Linked DNA regions of Macaca mulatta: region 1 is linked to region 2. The links are chromatin contacts, called in public Hi-C maps. All regions are on one chromosome and are shown on one strand. The core of a region is the stretch at or near the end of the contact, and the rest is flanking DNA. Distances in the headings are between cores, read along the strand shown.

Region 1 (4,732 bases), core at 465-2,964, 65 kb after region 2:
TGATTAAAAGCTTTATTGCTCACACAAAGCCTGTTTGGTGGTCTCTTCACACGGACGGACGTGCATGACAGTGACCAACCCAATCTAAAGTACCCAACAAGTCACCAGGCATTGTGGCTCATGCCTGTAATCCCAGCACTTTGGGAGGCCAAGGTGGGAGGCTCACTTGAGGCCAGGAGTTTGAGACCACCTTGGCCAACATGGTGAAACCCTGTCTCTACTAAAAATACAAAAACTGGCTGTGCGCGGTGGCTCATGCTTATAATCCCAGCACTTTGGGAGACTGAGACGGGCAGATCACGAGGTCAGGAGATCGAGACCATCCTGGCTAACACGGTGAAACTCCGTCTCTACTAAAAATACAAAAAAATTAGCCGGGTGTGGTGGCAGGTGCCTGTAGTCCCAGCTACTTGGGAGGCTGAGGCAGGAGAATGGCGTGAACCCTGGAGGCAAAGCTTGCAGTGAGCCGAGATCGTGCCACTGCACTCCAGCCTGGGCGACAGGGTGAGACTCCACCTCAAAAAAGAAAAAATAACAATAATAATAATAATACAAAAAGTATCCGGGGGTGGTGGCAGCTGCCTGTAATCTCAGCTACTCGGGAGACTGAGGCATGAGAATTGCTTAAACCCAGGAGGCAGAGGTTGCAGTGAGCCGAGATCATGCCACTGAACTCCAGCCTGGGCAATAGAGTGAGACTCCATCTCAGAAAGATAAAGTTAAATTTAAAAATTTTAAAAGTACCCAAAAAGTCTTTTCCAAGACCTGATTTTAATTCTCTGCATAGGATTTATCACTAACTGGTGATTCTTTAATTTGTGTATTGTTTGCTTCCCCCTACTAGAATGTAAGCTCTACAAGAATATTTTGTTTGATTGCTTCGCTGCCATATTCTATTCCCAGTGTCTAGAACGTGCCTGAAACCTAGCAGACACTCAGTGTTTGTTAAATGAATAATCGAATACTAGTCCACCTACTAGGAGGGTTAAAGGCAGGGTTTCTAAAGTTGGAAGACCCAGAATGGAATCCTGGGCCACATACTCGTGTGATCTGCCGCAAGTTGTCCAACCTAAGGGTGTAAAATGGGGATTCCATCTCTGTGATAGGCGGAGCGAATGAAATGACAGTTATAAAGCACTCCCTTAGCTCCGTGGCTCAGGAATTAGAGCACTGGTCTAGTAAAGCATTCTTGCTCCCTCTCCCTCTCTCCCTTAAGCGCTCTCTTCTTTCCCCCTCCTGCTCAGCCCCTCACATGGCCACTTCTCTTCGGCTTTGCATGACACTCTAGAGTCTAGAATAAGCCTTTGAAATTTGCCGGGAATTAACGTCATCAGTCGGGAGGCCCACAGCTACGCACGCGCGGGGCACCTCCTCTGTCTCGCGCGCTAACTTTGCAGCCCTGCCAGCCAATCAGAGTTAGCGTCAGAGAACGAGTGCCGAGGACTCACCAATCGGAACTAGGAGGCGGGCCGTGGTGGAGGCAGTGGCGAGAGGGGGCGGGGACAAGGAGAGGGCACGCACAGTTCTCGCTGCCGGGGTCTCTGCCGGCCAATAGGAGAGGCCTAGGGGCTGAAGGCGGTGGGGCGTGGCATTGGCGGCTCCAGCAACGGGAGGCTGTCCCAGGGCGGGCCAATCGGAATAAGGAGGTGGGAGAAACCTAGCCAATTAGCGTGCAGGACGGGCAAGGAGGGTGGGGGGCGGCGGAGTCTCCTGCGGACACCGCCCGCTCCCGAGCTTCTGTCAGGGGAGCTGGGCGTGCGGAGGCGGCTGAGGAGGCGGGAAGGCGGCAGTGGTTGAAGGGGTGATTGCTGACTAGCGGGGAGGGAGTGGGCAGCGATGGTGATGGCGGCGAAGAAGGGCCCGGGCCCGGGCGGCGGGGTCAGCGGGGGCAAGGCGGAGGCGGAGGCGGCCTCGGAGGTGTGGTGCCGTCGGGTGCGGGAGCTGGGTGGCTGCAGCCAGGCCGGGAATCGCCACTGCTTCGAGTGCGCCCAGCGCGGGGTCACCTACGTGGATATCACCGTGGGCAGCTTCGTGTGCACCACCTGCTCCGGCCTCCTGTGAGTGACCGGGAGGGAGTGGCCGAGGTCGGCGGGGGGGGACCCCGGGGACCCGAGGACGGGGTGGGGAGGCCGGGGCTCCGGGGCGCGAGAGAAAGAGGCCGAGGTGAGGGGCGGCGGGGAGGTCAGGGAACGCGCCGGCTGTTGGGACGGGGTCGTCTGCTGCAGCGGTGTCGTGGGGAGGGGAAAGGGCAGGGGAGAGGAAGCAAGGCCGGAGTCGCGCTGCAGAGAGAAGGGTGGGGGTGCAGAAGGACGCCCGGAGAGGGACCGAGAAAGTCCCCGAGGGAGGCGAGGCAAACTGTAAGTGGGGAGGGAGAAAGTGCGGAGGATGGAAGGGAACTCGGGGTGGGATGGGGTGTCGGGACTTAAAGGGCCAGAAAATGACATGCACCTTTAGAGGGAACTTCATGCAGGTGGAAAGCAAAAAGGAAAAAGGTGGGGAAAGCCGTCCTGGAGATGGACGAGCACCTTTCTTCCTTCGGGCTTGTGTCCCTGCTGGAGTGTGAGATGCGGAAGCCAGCTGAAACTTGGTTGAAATTCCTATGATTAGAGTACAGGATTTTAAAATAAAAAAAATTTTTTTAATAGGCGAATTAACCCAGATTGACAGCCTAGAGATAGTAGCTGGAAGGGAGCCATGGTTTAGAGTTCAGGTGTAGATACTAATCTTAGCAGGGCTTTGAAATGTTACCCAGAAGGTAAAACTCTTATGAAATCTAAGAGATGAGAGCCAATGGGTTACCCTGGTAGAGAGCTTAGCTTTTTCAAACGTTTGCACATCTAGGTGAGCCATCCTGAAGGTTAATCATTTACACCTTTAAGCTCCCTGTTGCCATGGCTGGATCCTGGTGGTAGCATCCAGGAAACTCTTTCTAGATTTTGGGGGGGCTTTGGTGCATCATCTGAGTGCTACACTTGGCATTGGTACTGTTCGGTCACGCCAGAGTGAATTTACAGCCACAGTTCTAGCCTAGTTTTCTGGCTATATAGTAAGTCCCCCTCCACCCCCCTCGGCACTCCTCCTACCCCCAAATTAAGATATTATTTGGTGGCCGGGCGCGGTGGCTCAAGCCTGTAATCCCAGCACTTTGGGAGGCCGAGACGGGCGGATCACGAGGTCAGGAGATCGAGACTATCCTGGCTAACACGGTGAAACCCCGTCTCTACTAAAAAATACAAAAAAACTAGCCGGGCGTGGTGGCGGGCGCCTGTAGTCCCAGCTACTCTGGAGGCTGAGGCAGGAGAATGGCGTAAACCCGGGAGGTGGAGCTTGCAGTGAGCCAAGATCAGGCCACTGCACTCCAGCCTGGGCGACAGAGCGAGATTCCGTGTCAAAAAAAAGAAAAAAAGAAAGATATTATTTGGTTAGATGCATGATTAACACCTGATATCAGGCCTGGATCTCTGTGTTTTTTTTTAATAAGTTTGTCAAGGGATTTATTTTGACAATTTTTTAGTCTTATTTTAAGACTGTTGTTTTTGTTTCGTTTTTTTAAAAATGCTTTCCGGCCGGGCGCTGTGGCTCACTCCTGTAATCCCAGAACTTTGGGAGGCCAAGGCAGGCAGATCATGAGGTCAAGAGATCGAGACCATCCTGGCCAACATGGTGAAACCCCATCTCTACTAAAAATACAAAAATTAGCTGGACGTGGTGGTGTGCACCTGTAGTCCCAGCTACTTGAGAGGCTGAGGCAGGAGAATCACTTGAACTCGGGAGGTGGAGGTTGCAGTGAGCCAAGATCATGCCACTGTACTTCAGCCTTGTTGACAGAGCAAGACACTGTCTCAAAAACAAACAAACAAAAAAACCATTCCCTATCTTGATACCTTTAGGAGCCAGGGAGCAAGAAGTATTGTTCTTGCAAGACAGATGGGAGAACAGAAGCAAAGAGAGGTTTTGTAACTTACCCAATGCCATATGGGGGTTGCTGTTTCCAACACTTGTTGTTTGATATTAGTGATGATCATGGCAGACCAGCAATGAGGATTTAGTTCTCCCAAGATGCAGTTTGGAATTATTTACTTCATTTTAACCTCCTTTGCTAAACCTCTCTGGGTTCTGATCAACCTCACTTGTGGGTTGTAAGGATGAATTCGACTTTGGTCTAAGTAAAAGCCATCGTGGCTCTTGGGATAATGATTGAGAACCCAAACAGTAATGTGTCATAAACTGAGATAGACTCAAATGAAGCAAGAGGATAGAGACTCGGAAGTGGGTGAAGAACTCTGGGGACAGATTGAGCAACGTTTAGGAATATGTATAGGGGTCGGGCTCGGTGGCTCACGCCTGTAATCCCAACACTTTAGGAGGCCAAGGTGAGCAGATCACCTGAGGTCAGGAGTTTTGAGACCAGCCTGGCCAGCATGGCGAAACCTCATCTCTACTAAAAATACAAAAATTAGCCAGGCATGGTGGCAGGCGCCTGTAATTCCAGGTACTCAGGAGGCTGAGGCAGGAGAATTGCTTGAACCCAAGAGGCGGAGGTTGCAGTGAGCCGAGATCGTGCCACTGTATTCTCCAGCCTGGGTGATGGAGCGAGACTCTGTCTCAAAAAAAAAAAAAAAAAAAAAAAAAGAGTATGTATAGGGTAAAGTAGAAAGAGAAAGAGCTGATTCCTGAAGATCCTGCTATGAAAAGGGAAATCTCATTAGTCTGAAGAGAACTAAAGAGACGC
Region 2 (5,222 bases), core at 1,633-4,132:
AATCACAGAGAGGCTCAGATGGAGGGAGTTGAGACAGACAACTGGGGGGTGAAAAGGATCAACCAGCAAGCCCCCTCCCCATCCCTGAGAGGTGTTCCCCCCACCCAATTTCTCAGTGACACTTGGCCTACAGCAAAGCTGGAGGTAGGACTGAGATGGGTGGCTGGGGGAAAAGAAAGACCCCTACATTCAGGATGGGGCTGCAGTGCAGAGACTAGCAGCGCGCAAAGCCTACCTTTTACCTTTCCTCCCCAAATCCTGGCAGCTCCTCCCCCAGGGACCCAGCTACCCAGCTGAGGCCTCCACCCTCATCACCTAGAGGCAGAGGGGCTGAGACCAAGACAGAAGAAGGCCTGGTGAGGGGGCCACATATGCTATAGGCTACATGAAGACCAAGACAGAGAATCAGAGGCCAGGGAGAAAGAGAGAGGGTGCAGAAAAACAGGAAGGAGGCTGAGACAGAAAATGAAGGAGGAGGAAGGGGCTTCAGAGTGACCTGGCAGGCACAGAGAAGAGGGCTGTCTGATCTGATAGACAAGTAATGGAGGAGGAGGGGGAGGGGGAGGGGAGGGGAAGGGACGGGAAGGAGGAGGGGGAGAAGGAAGGGGAGGAGAAGGGGTGGGAGGAGGGAGTCCCAAGATAGAGGTTAGGCCAGGGCTGATGGGCGAGCCCTAGAACCCAGGTCTTACCTGCCCCATCTCCTCTGGAGCACCCAACTCCATCCGCAGCCGCATGTCTACAGCTTTCCTCCGGGACAGTGGAGGGGTCCTGGTCCCTGAGCCCCCAGCCTCCGCGTCCACCCTCAGAGAGGGCAGGGGCGTGGCAGCCCGGGATGTGCCCGCACTCTCACCGGTCCCAGGCTCTGGGGGGCGCTGCTGGGGTGGGGAGGCCGACAGTGGGGGTGTCTCTGCCTTGGCTTTGCCGGGCACCACCAGCTGGCCCAGTCCCCCAGTGAAGGAGCGGGCCTGAGGTCCGGGAGAGGTGGGGGGTGGACGGAGCCAGGAGGTGGGGCCCTGAGACAGGCCTGACTGTGGGGTGGGGGTGCCCAGGCCGAGGCTGGCCAGCTCCAACCTGGAATCCAAAGATCTGCCCCCGGCGCCCCCTGAGGCCCCTCGAATTCCCTCCAGGAGTCGGCCGAAGCTGTGGGGCTCCAGGTCTCGCTCATAAACATCCACACACGTCCAGCGACCACGGCGATATGGCTCTCCCAGGCCGTGGGGCAGCTTCACCACCCGGAAACGGGAGGAGGGGGCCCCAGGTGGTGGGGAGCCATTCCGGGGGGTGCCCTTGCCCCCCGGATCAGGGCTGGGCTCCCCACTGGGCAGGCGGGGCAGGGGCCCGGTGGGGGGCTGTGGAGTAGGCGGATCTGAAGTCCCTGGGCTCCCCGGGCCCTCATAGTCTGTGGTGACGCTGGTGATTTGGAAACTACTCTTCTTCTTGCCCCCGCTCATGGTCCCTGGGGCTCAGGGCTGGGCCAAGGTTGGGGGTGGGTTGGGACTCCTTGAAGGGGCTCAGGCACCCCTGGAACAAGGGGGCCACATGGTGGGGGCATCCGGGCCCCTGGGGACGTCTGGGTCCGACATGGCAGGAGGGCCTGGTGGGAACCCGGGGTGCCTGCTGGGTGAGGGGAGAAGAGGAGAGGGGAGGTGGCGGGAGGGGGGAGCACGGGCAGGTTTTTCCTGCTGCTGTTGCTGCTGAACTCCAGAGCTGAGTTTGCAAACTGGAAAAAGAGGGAGAGAGAGAGTGTGTGTGTGTGTCTGTGTGTGTGTGTGAAACCAGTGGGCAGGCCACCTCCGGGGCTTCCTCTCCGGGGAGCAGAGTGGGGGAAGGGGAAACCGTCAGAGACCCGGAGACAGGCAAGAGATGACAGAGACCAGGGCAGAGGGGACCAGATCCAAAAAGGCGCTCAGAGTAGGAAGAGGCAGATGAGTTCCAGAGTTGTGCATTTCTCATCTGAGATTCTGACTCAGGGGGCGGGTATTGTCCCAAGAGCTTGGACTCCAGGGCCTGGGAGAACCGGGGTGAAGCAGCTCCCCAGCCTGGCCCGGCCACTCAGAGAGACCTCTCCTGGGCCTCGAGCCCACCCCAGCTCCCACATCCCTGGGGCAGGCCCTGCCCGGCTACCCCCAGCGCCCCACCCAGCCCCGAATCCTACCTCTGGGGCCTCAGCCACTGATCTGAGCCTGAGGGTCCCGGCGCCTAAGAGGTCGGGCTGTGCGTTCCCTGGGGCCTTCTGGCCAGGGGGAGTGGCGGGGCACGCAGGCGGCGATCAGAGGTTGCCCCGTCCTCTCCGGGGGCCTCAGCTCATCCTGGGAGGCATCTCCGAGGAAAGTTTGCTCTCCGGAAAAGAAGGAACCCGCGGCTCCTCCGAGGAGCCCAGGAGCGGCCGCTGAAGCCCCAGGGGTCTGGAGACTGATGTGGGAGAGGGCGGCCGAGCCCCCCGCTGCTCCCGGTGGCAGCCAGCGAGTGGGTGTCTCGAGTCTCCTCCCGCGTGGCCCCGCTGGGTCCGTGTCTCCGCTCCTCCGCTCCCCTGGGTCTCTGCCTCTCCGTCTTTCTCCTTCTGAGCTGTTGACAACCCCCACACCAGGAAGTCCTGCCTCCTCGGGCCTGCTGACTGCTCCTCTCCTCCTCCTCCTCCTCCTCCTTCCCCTCCTCCTCCCCTTCCTCCTCCCTCCCTCCCTCCTGGGGCTTCCCGCCAGCTGGCCCGGGGCCAGGCCTGCCACAGCCGCTGCTGTTGCAGTTGCTGCAGCCACTGCTTAGGCTGCTGCTCCTGGGGGCCCCAAACAGACTCTCTTAACCCCACACCTGCCGGGCCCAGCCCCACTCTTGCAGGCAGGGGCTGCAGAGGGCGGGGCTCGGGGAGAAAGGGGAGGAGCTTGCAGGGAGGCGAGGGATTCCCTTACTTGTAGTCAGTTGCTGCCATTGGCCTAGAGACACACAGAAGAAACGGAAGGCACAGGCCGGGAGGTGTGCTGGATGCCCACCCAGAAGTGCCCAGTCCCTGCTGCGGGGCGGCTGTGGCTGTCATTCTCCTTTGGTTTTCACAGCAACTGCATGAGGAAGGTACTATTATTCCCCCCATTCCTTATTTTTAAAAGTGGATTATTGCCGGACCCCGGTGGTGGCTCATGCCTGTAATCCCCACACTTTGGGAGGTCAAGGAAGGAGGATTGCTTGAGACCAGTTTGGACAATATAATAGCAAGACCTCGTCTCTACAAAACAAACAAAAAAAATTGGCTGGGCATGGTGATGTGCACCTATAATTCCAGCTACTCAAAGGCTGAGGTGGGAGGATCCCTTGAGCCCAGGAGTTTGTGACCAGCCTGGGCAATATAGCGAGATCCCCATCTCTACAAAAAATTAAAAAATAGCACTTTGGGAGGCCGAGGCGGGCGGATCACGAGGTCAAGAGATTGAGACCATCCTGGCCAACATGGTGAAACCCCATCTCTACTAAAAATATAAAAATTAGCCAGGTGTGGTGGCATGCGCCTGTAGTCCCAGCTACTCAGGGGGCAGGAGAATCACTTGAACCCGGGAGGCGGAGGTTGCGGTGAGTAGAGATCGTGCCACTGCACTCCAGCCTGGCGATTAGAGCGAGACCGTCTTAAAAAAAAAAAAAAAAAAAAGCTGAGTGTGGTGATGTAGACCTGTAGTCCCAGCTACTCAGGAGGCTGTGAGGCAGGAGAATCTCTTGAGCCCAGGAGGTTGAGGATGCAGTGAGCCTACATTGTGCCACTGCACTCCAGCCTGGGCAACAGAATGAGACCATGTCTCACCAAAAAAAAAAAAAAAAAAAAAAAAAGTGGATTATTATGAAAATTTTCAAACGTGCCATGCAGACATGGGGAGACCATGCAAACTCCACACGGATGGTGGTCCCAACCCAAAATTAATTTTTAAAAAATCATCAACGTTATAATGAAATGACATTCAATGAAATGACATGTGGGAGCCAGCTGTATTTTGCTGGACTATTTGAAACCAAATCCTGGATGTTATACTATTTCCCTTTGCCCCAACCACTCCCCCACATTTTTTTTAGAGACAGGTGCTCTCTCTCTCTCGCTCTCTCTCTTCTATTGCCCAGGATGGAGTGCAGTGGTGTGATCATAGCTCACCACAGCCTGGAACTCCTAGGCTCAAGCCATGCTCCTGCCTCAGCCTCCCAAGTAGCTAGGACTTTAGATGCACGCCACCACACCCAGCTAATTTTTAAATTTTTGTAGAGATGGGAGCTCTCACCATGTTGCCCAGTATGGTCTCAAACTCCTGGCTTCAGTTGGTCCTCCCGCCTCAGCCTACCAAGTAGCTGGGACTACAGACACACACTACTACGCCTGGCTAAATTTCTTTAAAAAAAAATTTTTTTTGGTAGAGATGGGGGTCTTGCAATGTTGCCCAGGGTCGTCTTGAACTCCTGGCCTCAAGTGATCCTCCTGCTTCTGCCTCCCTAGTAGCTGGGACCACAGGTGTACTCCACCACACCTGGCTAATTTTTTAGTTTTCATAGAGACAGGGTCTTACTATGTTGCCCAGGCTGGCCTCAAATGATACTCCCACCTGGGCCTTCCAAAAAACTGACATTACAGGCGTGAGCCATGGTGCCTGGCCTCAGGGAAATTTCTAACCCCTCTTTAGGGTTAGGTAAAAATAAAACAATGGAATACCTACCCTCGTTATGTATTTGTTCTTTATCTCTTTGTTAGAAACATCCACACTCCTGTTTCTCTCCCTTAAGCCATAGTAACAATGACTGCCATAGCCCAGGTCTGTGAGCCTCCCAAGTAGTGATGTCTGGGAAGCAGCCTCCCACCTGCTCCCTACCCCTCCAGACTGCATCCCTCTGTCCCTCACAGAACCTCTTCTCCTCTAGCAACACTCAGAACATGGCCTTGGTCCCTCCGTCCCCAGGCCCTCCTTCCTTCTTGCTGACTTGCTACAAACTATCCAAAAATTATCTTTGGGGCCGGCCTGGTGGCTCAAGCCTGTAATCCCAGCACTTTGGGAGGCCGAGACGGGCGGATCACGAGGTCAGGAGATCAAGACCATCCTGGCTAACACGGTGAAACCCCGTCTCTACTAAAAAAATACAAAAAACTAGCCGGGCGAGGTGGCGGGCGCCTGCAGTCCCAGCTACTCGGGAGGCTGAGGCAGGAGAATGGCGTGAACCCGGGAGGCGGAGCTTGCAGTGAGCTGAGATCCAGCCACTGCACTCCA

The links. A called contact is a pair of places that touch in the nucleus more often than the background predicts.
Region 1: a Hi-C map of cortical neurons shows a contact between it and region 2, with 2.1 times the contacts expected there. The contact joins the promoter of AGFG2 here to the promoter of NYAP1 in region 2. A contact is called at or near these places in 4 of 14 Hi-C or Micro-C datasets (CD4 T cells, cortical neurons, fetal cortex germinal zone and 1 more).

What each region holds. Positions count from the first base shown.
Region 1 is chr3:47,743,673-47,748,404 of T2T-MMU8v2.0, forward strand. AGFG2 (ArfGAP with FG repeats 2) reads left to right here and starts at 1,715. Exons shown (of 14, transcript XM_077996362.1): 1 at 1,715-2,057. The coding sequence starts at 1,837.
Region 2 is chr3:47,677,661-47,682,882 of T2T-MMU8v2.0, forward strand. It overlaps NYAP1 (neuronal tyrosine phosphorylated phosphoinositide-3-kinase adaptor 1), which reads left to right and starts at 2,883. Exons shown (of 7, transcript XM_077996318.1): 1 at 2,883-3,063. It overlaps TSC22D4 (TSC22 domain family member 4), which reads right to left and starts at 2,576. Exons shown (of 5, transcript XM_077996365.1): 1 at 2,156-2,576; 2 at 690-1,720. The coding sequence starts at 1,451.